2 separate regions of the Sus scrofa genome follow, and region 2 is linked to region 1. Evidence: chromatin contacts called from public Hi-C data. All regions are on one chromosome and are shown on one strand. The core of a region is the stretch at or near the end of the contact, and the rest is flanking DNA. Distances in the headings are between cores, read along the strand shown.

Region 1 (6,802 bases), core at 2,555-5,054:
GCTCGGATTAGACCCCTAGCCTGGGAACCTCCATATGCTGCAGGTGCGGCTCTAGAAGGTAAAAAATAAAATAAAATAAAATGAAAAGTAAAAAACAAAAATATTAATGGTTTTGTGAATCGAAAAAATAATGTACTGATATGAAAAAATTCAAACCATACAAAGGGTAAAACAGCAAAAGGAAGACTCACATCACATCCACTCCAGGAGTAACCAATGCCAAGAGTTATAGGAATACCTTCCAGGATGCTTTCAGGAATATATAAAGCATACATATATTTATAATATACTTTATTCTTCTATAGCAAGAGTCGAAGTAGGGTCTGGTTCAGAAAGGGAAGATACCTTCAAGTTTGTTAATCCCTAAAATGTAATTTAATATATTCATCTATTCCATTACCATTGTATATTTAGATTATTTCTAGATTTTTTTCTCTATCATATAAAATGTGATTAACTTCCTTATGGTCATTTAAAATTATCTATCCTCAAGTTTTTTAGATCCTAACATACAATGCAATATTTGTCCTTTCCATTACATTGGTCATGTCAGTTATTTCCCTATTTTCCTCTCCTCATATAAATGTAATTAATATCTTTACAATATTACTCTCTCTTTTTTTGGCCATATCCACAGCGTGTGGAAGTTTCCAGGCTAAGAATCAAACCTGTGCCACAGCAGTGACAACGCCAGACACTTAAACCGCTAGGTCACCAGGGGACTCATAATCTTACTCTTTTAAATTATTTCATTAAAATAAATTCCCAGTAGCAAAAATGGGTCAACAGATATATTTTTATGGAACTTGATATATATTGCCAAATTGATTTCCAAAAAGGTACCTGCCAATTCGCATTTCTACCAGCAGTGTTAACAGTACCGATATCAGATACTTCTATTTAAAAATATCTTGGAGTTCCCCAATGGCTCAGTGGGTTAAGGATCTTGTGTTTTTCACTGCTGTGGCTCAGGCCACCACTGTGTCGTATGTCCCAGGTTCAATCCTTGGCCTGGGAACTTCCAATGTTGGCATGGCAAAAAACAAAAACAAAAACTCCTAAAGTAGTAGTTTAAGAAGGAAATCTTACTTTACTTTGCATTTTTTATTTCTACGGAGATTGAAGATTTTCAAGTATGTATTAGTCATGTATCTCCTTTTTGTGTGTAAACTATCAACTCATACTCTTCACCTATACATGTATTAGGTATTAATATCTTTCATAATGATTGTATGAGTCCTTCGTATATTGTATTATTCTTTTATCTATCAGTATTTATTCCAAATATTTGTCAGTTGGACTTTGTCTTTTGATTTTATGTGTCCATTCAACAATTATTTATTTACTATCTACAATGTTCCAGATATCCTGGTAGGAATTTTGTTATTCTTTAAATTACTTTATGTGAGAAATTACACACATTTACATTCGTCTATTGTTTAAAATTTTGAAAAGCTGAACTTTGACCAGGGCCAAAACCTGTATAAGATCCCACATCACTGTCTGTGGATTAAAGCTGGTTCTTTCTATTGAGCATGAGTTTGCAAACAGGTGTTGGGCAAGGATGCAGTCATCTAATGCTTGATTGGGGTTGCAGGATAAGCCCAGTCAAGGTAGTTCACTCACATGGCTGGTAAACTGGTGAAGCTCTTGGTGGAGGCTTTTGTTCCTCTTTTCCTGGGCCTCTTCATAGATCTGCTTAAGTAGAGTAGCATGGAGCCTAGCTTTCTCCAAAGCAAGCAATACAAGAGAATGAGGTTGAAAGTTTCAATCAGTGCCTTTATGACCTAGCCTTAGAAGTCACATACCTTTAGCTATATTCTACAAGTCAGAATAGCCCTTTTTCAAAGGGCTGGAGGAGTCTATATTTCCAGAGCCAGGAATCACTGGGGGTTATCTTGGAAGCTAGTAGTTACCAAAGATCCTAACTGATTTTCCTGTAATTTATTTTTAAAGTTCTTTTTTTTTTTTTTTTTTGTCTTTTTAGGGCCGGACCCGCAGGCTAGGGGTCTAATCGGAGCTGTTGCTGCAGGCGTAGGCCACAGCCACGCCAGATCCCAGCCGAATCTGCAAACTACACCACAGCCCACGGCAACGCCGGATCTTTAACCCACTGAGCAAGGCCAGGGATCGAACCTGCAACCTCATGGTTCCTAGTCGGATTTGTTTCCGCTGCACCATGATGGGAAATCCTAATTTTTAAAGTTTTTAAATTTTTTTCTTTTTATGGCTGCACCTGGAGCCTATGGAAATTCCCAGGCTAAGAGCTGCCAGTTTACACCACAGCCACAGCAACGCCAGATCGGAGCTGCATCTGCGACCTACACCACAACTTGTGGCAATGCCAGATTCTTAACCTACAAAAAGAGGCCAGGAATGGAACCTGAATTCTCATGGACACTCTGTCAGGTTTTTACCCAGATAAGCCGCAACCGGAACTCCCCTGTAATTTACTTTATAAAGCAAGTACTGATAATTTTGTGATATCCTGTGCCAGTTCGGTTTTGTACCATACTGTTCTCTTAAACGCAGCTGTATTTTCAAACACTTATATGCACATGGATGCATACAAGACTTTCTATTCCACAAATTAAAGTTCCACAGATTAAAGACCCTCTATTACAAGGTCAGCCCATGAACTTCACTAGGGTACTAGAGTCTACTTCAAACCCTCTTAATTTGAGTAAACAGAGTTCAAGACTGCAGAGTAAGGGCCAAGAAGCTTGACTTCTATCTGTTAAGTGTTAATTACCTAGGAAACACTTTCGGTTTTACCAAAAACCTTTCATTTTCTAGAAACCTTTGCCTGCATTCGACGTCCCCTTTAATTAAAAAGCTCTTGCAGATTATAATAATTTGCTGAAGGTGACTCAGCTAGTTGAGATGATTAACCAAATACTGAGATATAAGTCCAGGTTAGCTGAAAAGGTTGACTCAGTGAAGTCTACAGTTTCCTTCAGCTTTCACCTCTCCCACAGGCTAGGCAAATAGGCACCTTTGTGAAATCTTCGTTCGGAACTCACACTTTCATTTTCCTCCTGGTCCTGTTTTAAGGTCTGTCTACTCATGGGACTAAGAAAACAGAGTAGCCCTAAGTTTTGCCAAATTGGGAAATTTCTTGGGCCCCAGTGGTTTAGTGGGGAGACTGAAAAGGCCAGAACTGGAAAGAAGGAAGCACTAATTTGGTTTAAAAAGAAGTGCGGTTCTTACACCACAAATAGTATCCTTATTTCAATCCGTAAAGTCAAAGCAAAAAAGGTTTGAGCTGACTGCCTAACAACAGCGCTCTCCTCCAGGTTCGCCACTATCGCTCCATCCATCATATATTCCTTTTAATACTCCCCTTGAACTGAATTTTAGCCAGCTTTCCGAGTGCAATGTTAGGGAGAGTAAAGGGGGTAAATGCCACGTTTGACATACTTTTGTACATAAGACTAAATCCCTATCTTCAATTTTCACCTGGCCTGAGAGAGCCAAAACAATCTCCACATGTCTCAGCAGACATCAACTTGCGCCAACGCCTACCACTACTCCCGCTAAACACTCCTGCCCAGGAAAGCCATCAGGTTAGGCAAAGGGAGACACACAGCAGAGGACATTGTCCACATCAGACGAAACAGATGCCACGCCGGCTGCTACAGCAGACGTGGGGCTTCGCCCCTCCACCTCATAACGCTCGGCCCCACCCCTCCCAGCCGGAACTGCAACACCCGCGCCTAGCGCCCCCACGAACAGCGCAAAGCTTGTTCCCGCTCCGCCTCTCCGGACCCACTGCGCAGGCGCGGGGCGCGCGCGTGCTCAGTAGGCCTGCCGCTGGGGTCTGGAGGCGCTGCTATCTGTTGCGCCGACGTCCGCGGGAGCCGGCAGATCCGGGTCTCGTGGCTAAGAGTGACGTGGTCAATCGAATCAAAACAGAGGAGGGGAGGAAGCCGGCGGTCAGGAGCAGCGGCAGCAGCGGCGGCCCGAGCAGCCGCAGCGTTCCGGAAGCTCCAGGCGGTCTTTCTGCCGAGGCTTGGTCCCGGCCCCCATCCTCCCCGCCCCGTCGGTTGTTGTCTGGGCGGGTGAGTGTCTCCCCTTTCTCCCACCGCCGTTTGCTGGCCCATCTTCCCCTCACCCCGGTGTTTCTTGGGGGCTCCTCAGGTTTTCGCGGACTGCGGCGGCTGCGGCTAAGCAAAGCTGCTTCTCCGGCTCGGTGGTTCCTCGGCGGGGCCGGCGACTCTGCACCGGGAGAAACCCGCTGCTGCCGAGCCCGCGTCCCCCGACGGAGAGCGAGGCGGAGAGCCTGAAATTTGGCTTTCTCTGCAGGAAACCAGAGTCGGGACTTGGCAGGGAAGTGGACGGTAGCCACGGGTGGTTTTATTTTTAGGGCAAGCAGTGAACTCGGGTGGAGGCGTATAATGGAGTAAAAAAGGAGAGAGAGTCGTAGCTGGAAAGAAAACCCCACAAACCCTGAAATCCACGCTGTATCATTTACCTCTGTTCCTTAGCTTTTGCCGGTTTTGATGAAGTCACTAGGTTGCATTCTTTGTTGTGATTGATGAGACAAGAAAGCTGCCATCCAGAAAGCGGGTGCTTTTGGCCCTTATTGTGTTGTGAATTTCAAGGATTCCTTTTTTCTGTTCAGTAAGTGGAACCAGAGCTGACATAAAGAGGTAGCACCCTTTACTGGAACAGATAAAGTGCGATAAACTGGTTACTGGAGTACCTGAAGTCCTATGTTGCGTTTAAAGCCCGTTTTCCAAAGTGGCTGTTACTGTATGTGTTAACGATTTCAGCCAAGATGATGTTTGTTAGCTGTAGAGAGTCAGGATGTTTTCAGTTGTCCTAGTTTGCAAAATCGAAGATGTGGCCTTAAAAAAATGTCTTGGCTTTGGGTAGAGAAAGTCGGATGAGCTTCATGCAATACCTGTGTTTGAAGAGACCGTCCAGTTTTTGTATTCATGTCAAAAGCTGCTGTGCATACAGTAACTTGGACAGCGTATGACCTTTCAGGTGCAGCCTTGAGACCCTTAGGCATTCTCGCCGTCCAGTCTGTTGAGCTGGCAGAAAGCTTGTGTTCCTTTCCACTCCAGATGACCAGCCAAGCAGATTCCTCTGGTGTAGCCTGCTTCGAGCCCTGCCACCCTCCCCGTCTCCTTTCAAAGCATGAAGGAGACCAGAAAACCAAACCTCCTTTTTGTCCTAACTTAGTTTTAAAAACAGGAACATTCCCCCCCCACCCCCAGCGAACTCATTAATTGAGGTGTTTCTTTAGCAGGTGGCAAAATAGAAAAGCAGAACTATGTGCCAATCCATTGCAACTTAGCAAATTTAGAAAGAGTTCTTAGGAATTTAGACTACTCACTTGAAGGATACCCTTGTAAGTATCCTTGTGAGTACCCTTGTGTGGTCTAGAATGGACCTCTTCATAACAAATTTCTTCCTTCTGTGTGTGCAGCTGAGATCTTTTTTCTTAGTACCAAGGTTGGAATCCTGCTGATTTAAACAAATGAATTATGTTTTCTTGAAGTTCTTTTTTTGACTTTTATGCTAACCTATAACTCAATATTTTGCTTATATGATATAATTTGTGATAATTGGAGGGAGTGTTAATTAAAATAGATAAGTAATAAATCATAAGTAATTCCTGCCATCGAGATCACCAAAATGTCAGCAGTGTTTTATATCTTTCCAGACTTCTTTTTTTGCATTTATGTGTTTTATACAAAAATGGTATCATACCACGTAAGCTTTTCTATAACTTGCTTTTTTACATAGTAGTACTTCATTTTTGAGAAACAAAATTTAAATATTTGCAGATAGGGACTTTTGGACCTTTTAAGGAATATTCGCTATGTGTTTGCTGCACCATAATTGTTAGAATCGTGGTTTTAAAAGATTTCCTCACATGTCTCTGATGATATTGTAAGATTTAATTTAATGGATATTAAATTATTTAATATCCGTTGTGTGACAGAATAAGGCTTTGCTTGTTTAACTCTTGGGAGAGCGGGCATAGAATAGCCTGAGTTGACAATATGGAAATTTAAAAAGTTTTGCTAATTTATTGATTTGATTCAAGTAAAGGTTTAGTTCTATTCAGTAGCTACCATGTGCTTGAAATGCTGACTAGCTGTCCAGGCCTCTGTCCATAAGGTCCTAAAATATTTTACTTTATAAATCACACTTAATCTGCTGTGTTAACATTGAGACTTGGATATATGCCCATTCAGTCCAGTGCTTTATCTGTGGTGCCAGAGGAGAAGGAAGTGTCCCTGTCAATTCAGCTTCAAAGGATAAGTACATTCTATGAAATATCTTAAATACGTACGCTAATAACCCATTTGGGTCCATTAGTCATAAACTTACCTAAAACCCTTAAATTTTTGGAGTTCCCATAATGGCTCAGTGGAAATGAGCCATGGAAATGAATCTAACTAGTAACCATGAGGACACAGGTTGGATCCCTGGCCTCAATCAGTGGGTTAAGGATCTGGCATTGCCATGAGCTGTGGTGTAGGCCTGCAGCTACAGCTCTGATCCAACTCCTAACCAGGGAACCTCCATATGCCACAGGTGCAGCCCTAAAAAGACAAAAAAATAAAACCTTTAAATTTCTGTTTTCTTTTTTAATCTTATGGTTGAACCCACAGCATATAGAAGTTCCTGGGCCAGAACAGGGGCTGAATCTGATCCACACCTGGGACCTACGCCACAGCTCTAGAAACTGATGGAACCCACACCTCCACAGCTGTCTGAGCTGCTGCAGTTGGATTCTTAACCCACTGTGCCACAGTAGGAACTCCTAAATCTCTATTTTCAT
Region 2 (6,802 bases), core at 1,175-3,674, 48 kb before region 1:
TGACATGAGGAAATACTTGACTATCTGACAAGCCATTCAAATATTGCCTTTACATACATTAAAAAAGAAATACATGGACTGTATTATAAGTTCTTCAATGAGTTGAAAATAATATAATCCAATTATAGAACTGGGCTTATTAAAATATCAATGAAATAAAATATTGGTGAAAATAAAACTATTTATTGGTTATATTCCAAAATTAAATTACCTGACCCTTTTCTAAATGTTCTTTGCAACTTACTTTCTGGAAGATGTTTCCTTTCAGATTTATAAAGGCACTCTTGTTAAAAAAATAAAATGTTTGTATTTTCTACTTTCTTCCTCTGAAACACTTACTTGACAGCAAGATTTCATCATCCCTTACATGTAATTTTAACAATATGCATTACTAAAGCAATACAAGATTTCTTTTAAGCTTCAATTTAAGTACTAAGAATATTGTGAAAAGTCACCTCACAATATGCAATCAGATCATATGAATTACGAGAACAGTACTTACCACTTTTAAGTAACAGAAAATAAAGCGTTAAAATCTTATATTTCAGGCTTGTACAACCATATTAGAGAAATGTTTTAGGCTACTAGCAATATTACCCGCAATCTTCTATTAGGAATATATATGTCAACTATCCTGGAATATATTTTCTTATTAAACAAGAATTTAGAATCATTGTTTCATTGTATTGTCAGTACAAGCATTTATGACTCTATTTCTACAATGTACCACAAAAATACAAAGTCATCCTTCCATTCAGAGTTTTGGCACCTGAACAAATACAGAGGTCAGAGTTCATACACATGCTCGGTAAAACCAATTATTACTCACATAACTATTACATTCAATAAATCTGCTGGTGTTTGGCATTTTTTAGTAATTTTAAAGAATTTTCTGCAAGTCTAATTGGAAAGACTCGGTGGCACAAATATAGTTCAAGTGCTATCAGACTTATATCCAGAATTCATCACATACTTAGAATGCTAAATTTCACAAATCACTGAGCTCGTCAAAGTATTGATATAAGAGAAAAACACATATAGTAATGATACTTTCAATAATGGTGTGTGATATTTTGAAAATAACCATTCAATATGCTCAATCTTTCTTTGTTGAATCCAACAAGGAAAAACAACCTAGCATTCTCGTTGATTTGGGTATGAAAAATTACACTGATTCATAATTGAGTCAAATTACTAAATTACTAAAACATTTAAAACATATTAATAAATGTGGCCAACACTAGAGTGTTCTACAGGACTCAAGAGGAGCTTGAGACAAAAAAACTTTTTAATCCTTTCAGATAGATGTTGGGATAAGGAGATATAACAATGTATTTATTAATCTGCTGAAATGTCATGTTTAATAAGGAGATATAACAATGTATTAATCTGCTGAAACCTCATGTTTTTTTTAATAGCACTGTTTTTCAATAGTAAGAATCAAGTTAACTATGAGGGACATCATAATGAAGTTTCATGGCACAACACAGCAGTGTCACAGAGGCAATGTCTTAAAACAGACTCTGATCTGTAACTTGTAAACATTTTAAAATAAGCTACTCATACACTCCATTATATGTCCTAATCCCAGCTATAAATATTTAAATGTCTTTAACACACCAAACAACCTGCCTTTACCTAGTCAAAAAGCTTTAGGTGCCTACAAAAAAGAGGCCTAGGATTTGGGGGTAAGTGGAAATGAGATAATTCTCTAACATGGAATTAATTTCCTATCTCAAGTGGCAATGCCCTTATCCCCCACTTAAACAATATAGACAGTACCCCATTATGTCTTGCTCTCTCTTCCAACACCCAACTAAAAGGGAGTAACTCTGAACGGCCTTCTTTCATCAATACCTAGGAACTCTCATCGCTCCTTCCCTAAGGAAAGGACAGCGGCGGCCAGATCGGCTACAACCCAGAATACCCTTAAAAGTGAGGGCCTTTGAGCAGCGCAGCTCTCGGGATCCAGTTACCACCTTTCCCCTTCCCCCAACCTACTTCCCGGGTTTTCTCAGGCTCGGCCTGCTCACTCCCCACCCTACAACCACACTTCCAGCTGTTGCCACTATCTAGGGGCTCTTTCAAGAGCTCACACCCCGCGTCTAAGCGCCCCCTTCTCCATCTGCCCCCCCCAATCTGATTCCTCTCCAGATCACCCGCCCGCGAGACCGTCCATCCCAGGGCCCTGGAAGGGGAGGGGAAGGCGGCGGAAGGAGGGGGAGACTGCTGCTTCCCCACAGGCAGAAGGGCGGCCGCAAAGAGGGCCACTCGGGCGTTACTAGGGATATTGGGGACGCCAGTGGAAGGACCCTCCCGCCATGGGCTGAGGTGGGGGACGTTCGGGAGTTCATTTCTGACCTCCTCGCTCTTCAGCACCTCCTTGAACTCCCGCTTGATTCGCTGCACCGCGATGTTGGCCATGTCTCCGCCCGCAGCTGATTCGTACCCGCCTCCTCCGCCACCGCTACGACCACCGCCACCGCCGCCACCTCTTCCTCCACCGCCTCCTCCCTCGGCGATTCACACCAGAGCACACGAACGCTGCCACTGCCACTCCGGCCGCCGCGCTCTCCTCAGTGTGGAATCACCTCCGCGCCCGGCCACCAAAATGGCGCCAGGTCCGCGCCTGCGCACGACGCTGACCTGACCGGGCGGCGCAGCCGCTCCCGTTGTAGCCCCATACGCCTCAGCTGCGAACCCGCGCCGCGCCGCCCCGCGCCGCGCGTCTCTGCCCGAGCTGCGGCCGCGTGGCTCCGCCCTGCCGGCGTCTGAGGCCTGGAGGGTGCGGCTTCCGCGCTGGTCAGCGCTGCCCCGGCCTCCTCGGTCCTCTCAGGCGTCTCTGCCCCTCTTCGAACCAGGTGTATGGTCCAGGCTTCCAGACCGTGGCCTGTAACCGAAGGTTCGAGTCCAGCCTGACGGGTTCACGCGGCTCCACTCGGTTTGGAGCGCCGCCCTGACTCAGCCAGACCCAGAACCCACAGGCTTAGTGTGCCTGCCTGTGTTTAGTGTCTGAAAACACTGTCCTGGAATTCAGTCTGGCCTATTTTTTCTTGGTGTAGGCCCGGCAAATGCACTGAGGTTCATTTTTGTTATGAAGCTCTTACGGTGCTGCTATTACTACGATCATTCCAGGATCTTAACAGGTACAACAAATTATAAAGTTAAGTATGGGTCTCATCAATTTTATTTGAGACCAGTACTCCATGGAATTTAGAAGCCAGGTGTTGATCTTTGACCTGCTTAGGTAATTAATACCAAGCCCTGGAACTAAAACCATAGTTTTGGAACTCGAATGTACATTAGGATCCCTGAATAACTTGTTAAAAAATAAAAAGAAAACGGATTGCTGGGCCCCATTCCTAGAGTATAGGGTGGGCCTAATAATTTGCATTTGTAACAAGTTCCCAGATGCAGCTGCTCCTGCCGCTGCTTCTGGAGCCACACAGTGGGAACCACTGAACATGTGAAAATAGTTTATATATTAAAGTGAAAAATGGAGTAGTAGATGTTTCTTGGGCGAGAAGGGCAGCTTTACTTACTTAAACCTAGGATCTACAACTGTGCCTGGTGCCTATTAAGGCCCTTAATAAATATTGAATGAATAAATGAGTAACGATAAGACTAAAATGTTTTAAATGGAAAGTAAATTTGAAAGCGGTTGCTAAAGTTTCCAATAAGTAATATGGTTGTGGATTTGGGGGGGTTTTGAGTGTTTTTTTCTTTTGGCCGAGCCTGCGGCATTTGTAAGTTCCTGGACCAGAGATCGAACCCTCGACATAACTGTGACCCAAGCCGCTGCAGTGACAAGGCCAGACCCTTAACCCACTGCAGCACAAAGGAACTCCTAGGTAATATGGTTTTGATGCTGAGAGGTGCTTTGAATAGAAAACATTTTGTAATAAGTAATTATGTTTATTTAGAAGTTATATTAAAGTCACTTCTTTCACTATGTTTCTAATAGGATACTTTAACCAATCAGTAAAGTATCCTATTAGAAGAATATCACGAAATCACCGTCTCAGCAAAAATTACTGAAATTGTGGCACTGAAAAAGAAAGTAAGCACTTGGAGTGAACCACTCACGGAGGCACTTGGCAAAAATGAACTTATTGAACTACTGCCACGGGAACCAAGAAGGGATTTTTAATTCCAGCTCTCCTCCATTTCAGCTCTCTTGGCCAACCTTGGTTTCCTATTTTGCAGAATAAGGAAGCTGGATAAGATGATCTCTCTCAAGTTTTAAGAGTTCATTATTCTAAAACATCTGGGAAAATTTCCCTGAAGGGACTAACATAAGCTGTAAAACCCTTCCAGCAGAGCCCCCTAGTGGTTCTAAGAGGAACCAACTATACATGTGGGTCGTGGCACAATGAATTACTGGTATAATGAATGCATAAATCGTGCAATGCTATGTGTATTTATGCCGGCACATTAAAAATAATTATTTTGAAGTGTGAAAAATTTTTGAATACCTTATGCTTATCACCTTCATTCAGTCCCCAATGTTAATCTTGGAACTTTAAAGAAATTTACAACACTCAAATCACAAGTGGACTGGTTAGATGGGTATGCTAACTTCTTTGGGGAAGAGATGTTTGATAATTTTTATTTATTTATTTATTTATTTTGGTCTTTTTTGCTATTTCTTTGAGCCACTCCGGGGCATATGGAGGTTCCCAGGCTAGGGGTTGAATCGGAGCTGTAGCCACCGGCCCACGCCAGAGCCACAGCAACACGGGATCCGAGCTGCGTCTGCGACCTACACCACAGCTCACGGCAACGCTGGCTTGTTAACCCACTGAGCAAGGGCAGGGACCGAACCCGCAACCTCATGGTTCCTAGTCGGATTCGTTAACCACTGCGCCACGACGGGAACTCCTGATGATTTTTAAATGCATGTAGTCACTGGCCCTGAAATTCCACTTTCAGTGCATTTTTACATTTTATGAGGCAACCTCATACTGACTGATAGGAGACAATCCTCAAAATACATTTTAAGGGAAAAAGAGCATTGTGCTAAAAGCAATGTGATATCCTGGATTGGACCCTAGAACCAAAAGGACATAACTATTAAAATCTGAATAAATTCTGTAATTTAGTTTATAGTATTGTAGCAATGTTAATTCCTTAGTTTTGACAGGGTACTGTTTAGGTAAGATGCTGACCTTAGAAATGAATAAAGAATATTCAAATTCTCTGAAACTTCTCTGTAAATCCAAAATTATTCCAAAGGAAAAACTTTACTTTAAAAAATCACTGTTCAGTCCATATTGTGTGTAGCGTACCAACATATTTGTGAAGGAAGAAAGGAATATGCTTGCGTATGTGCTTGTGAATCCTTAAAATATCATTGGAAAAATACATCAGAAACCGACAACAGTGATTATCTCTAAGAAGGCAACTTAAGTTCCTCGGGGAAGGCAAAGTGGGAGACTTTTCAACATGTATCCTATTGTATATTTTACCTATTCAAAATTAAATTTTTAAAAATGAGTTTCCAGTAATGCAGAATATAAGTTCTTCACTACTATGATCTAGTTCTGAGTGATTACTTTATGAAATAATTAAACAAATAATTATTGAGTGTCTACTATGTGCAAGACATGATCTAAGCCATGGAGGCCTATCAGTGAATGAGGAAAAAAATAGGGAGTTCCTGTTGTGGCGTAGCAGAAATGAATCCAACTAATATCTACGAGGATTCAGGTTTGATTCCTGGCATCGCTCAGTGGGTCAAGGATCTGGCGTTGCTGTGAGCTGTGGTGTGGGTCACTGACTTAGCTGGGATCCTGTGTTGCTGTGGCTGTAGTGTAGGCTGGCAGCTGCAGCTCCAATTTGACCCCTACCCTGTGAACTTCCATATGCCACAGGTGTGGCCCTAAAAAGCACAAAAAAAAAGACATTACTTGCCTTTCTATTCTGTTGACATATGCACTAATGATGTAAAAGCAATAGTGGACAAAACAAATTACTATACTAGTAATAATTTTATTAATGCCATACACTATTTTAAAATGCCAGCTTCACTTTAGAATGTCTTCAATGAAGCAGTAAAAATTATTTTATTATACCTCGACTTTCAAGTACATGTCTTAATAGTCTGTATAATACATGGAAAAGATACATAAAGCACTTCTGTATATGAAAGTACATGGTTAGTTGCAAGCTGAACTTCACCACTTTCTTCATAGAACACCATTTTTACTTGAAATAATGATTGAGACAAACTATGTTTATTAAGAATTGGATATTTGGCAGGCATTTCATCAAAAATGAACACGGTAAGCCTATCAGTTCAAGGAAAACCACTGGCAGAATTTGTTGAAAATGATAGAATTCAAGATTTCAACTGAACATTAGAGTTTTAGAAAACATAGCTTACACTGTGACTCGATAGCTTCCCAATATGCATAAAGGCCTTTGGTTTTTTTTGGGTTTTTTTTTTTTTTTGTCTTTTTGCTATTTCTTGGGCCGCTCCCGCGGCATATGGAGGTTCCCAGGCTAGGGGTTGAATAGGAGCTGTAGCCACTGGCCTACGCCAGAGCCACAGCAACGCAGGATCCGAGCTGTGTCTGCAACCTACACCACAGCTCACGGCAACACTGGATCCTTAACCCACTGAGCAAGGGCAGGGACCGAACCCGCAACCTCATGGTTCCTAGTCGGATTCGTTAACCACTGCGCCACGACGGGAACTCCGATAAAGGCCTTTGTGATTAAATTAGGTAATACTTTAAAAAATGTGATTGCTAGAAATTATACAGCGAAGTGTGTCAACATCTGGAAGATCTGCATAAAT

Evidence for each region. Hi-C and Micro-C count contacts between places; a contact is called where the count stands out from the background.
Region 2: a contact with region 1 is called in a Hi-C map of skeletal muscle, with 2.5 times the contacts expected there. The contact joins the promoter of UBE2K here to the promoter of SMIM14 in region 1. A contact is called at or near these places in 4 of 47 Hi-C or Micro-C datasets (adipocytes, embryonic fibroblasts, heart right ventricle and 1 more) and 2 of 2 datasets of contacts at active chromatin or transcription factors (alveolar macrophages and skeletal muscle).

The regions. Positions count from the first base shown.
Region 1 is chr8:30,837,418-30,844,219 of Sscrofa11.1, reverse strand. SMIM14 (small integral membrane protein 14) reads left to right here and starts at 3,804. Exons shown (of 5, transcript XM_021101115.1): 1 at 3,804-4,061.
Region 2 is chr8:30,883,616-30,890,417 of Sscrofa11.1, reverse strand. It overlaps UBE2K (ubiquitin conjugating enzyme E2 K), which reads right to left and starts at 2,424. Exons shown (of 7, transcript NM_001078671.1): 1 at 2,362-2,424. The coding sequence starts at 2,424.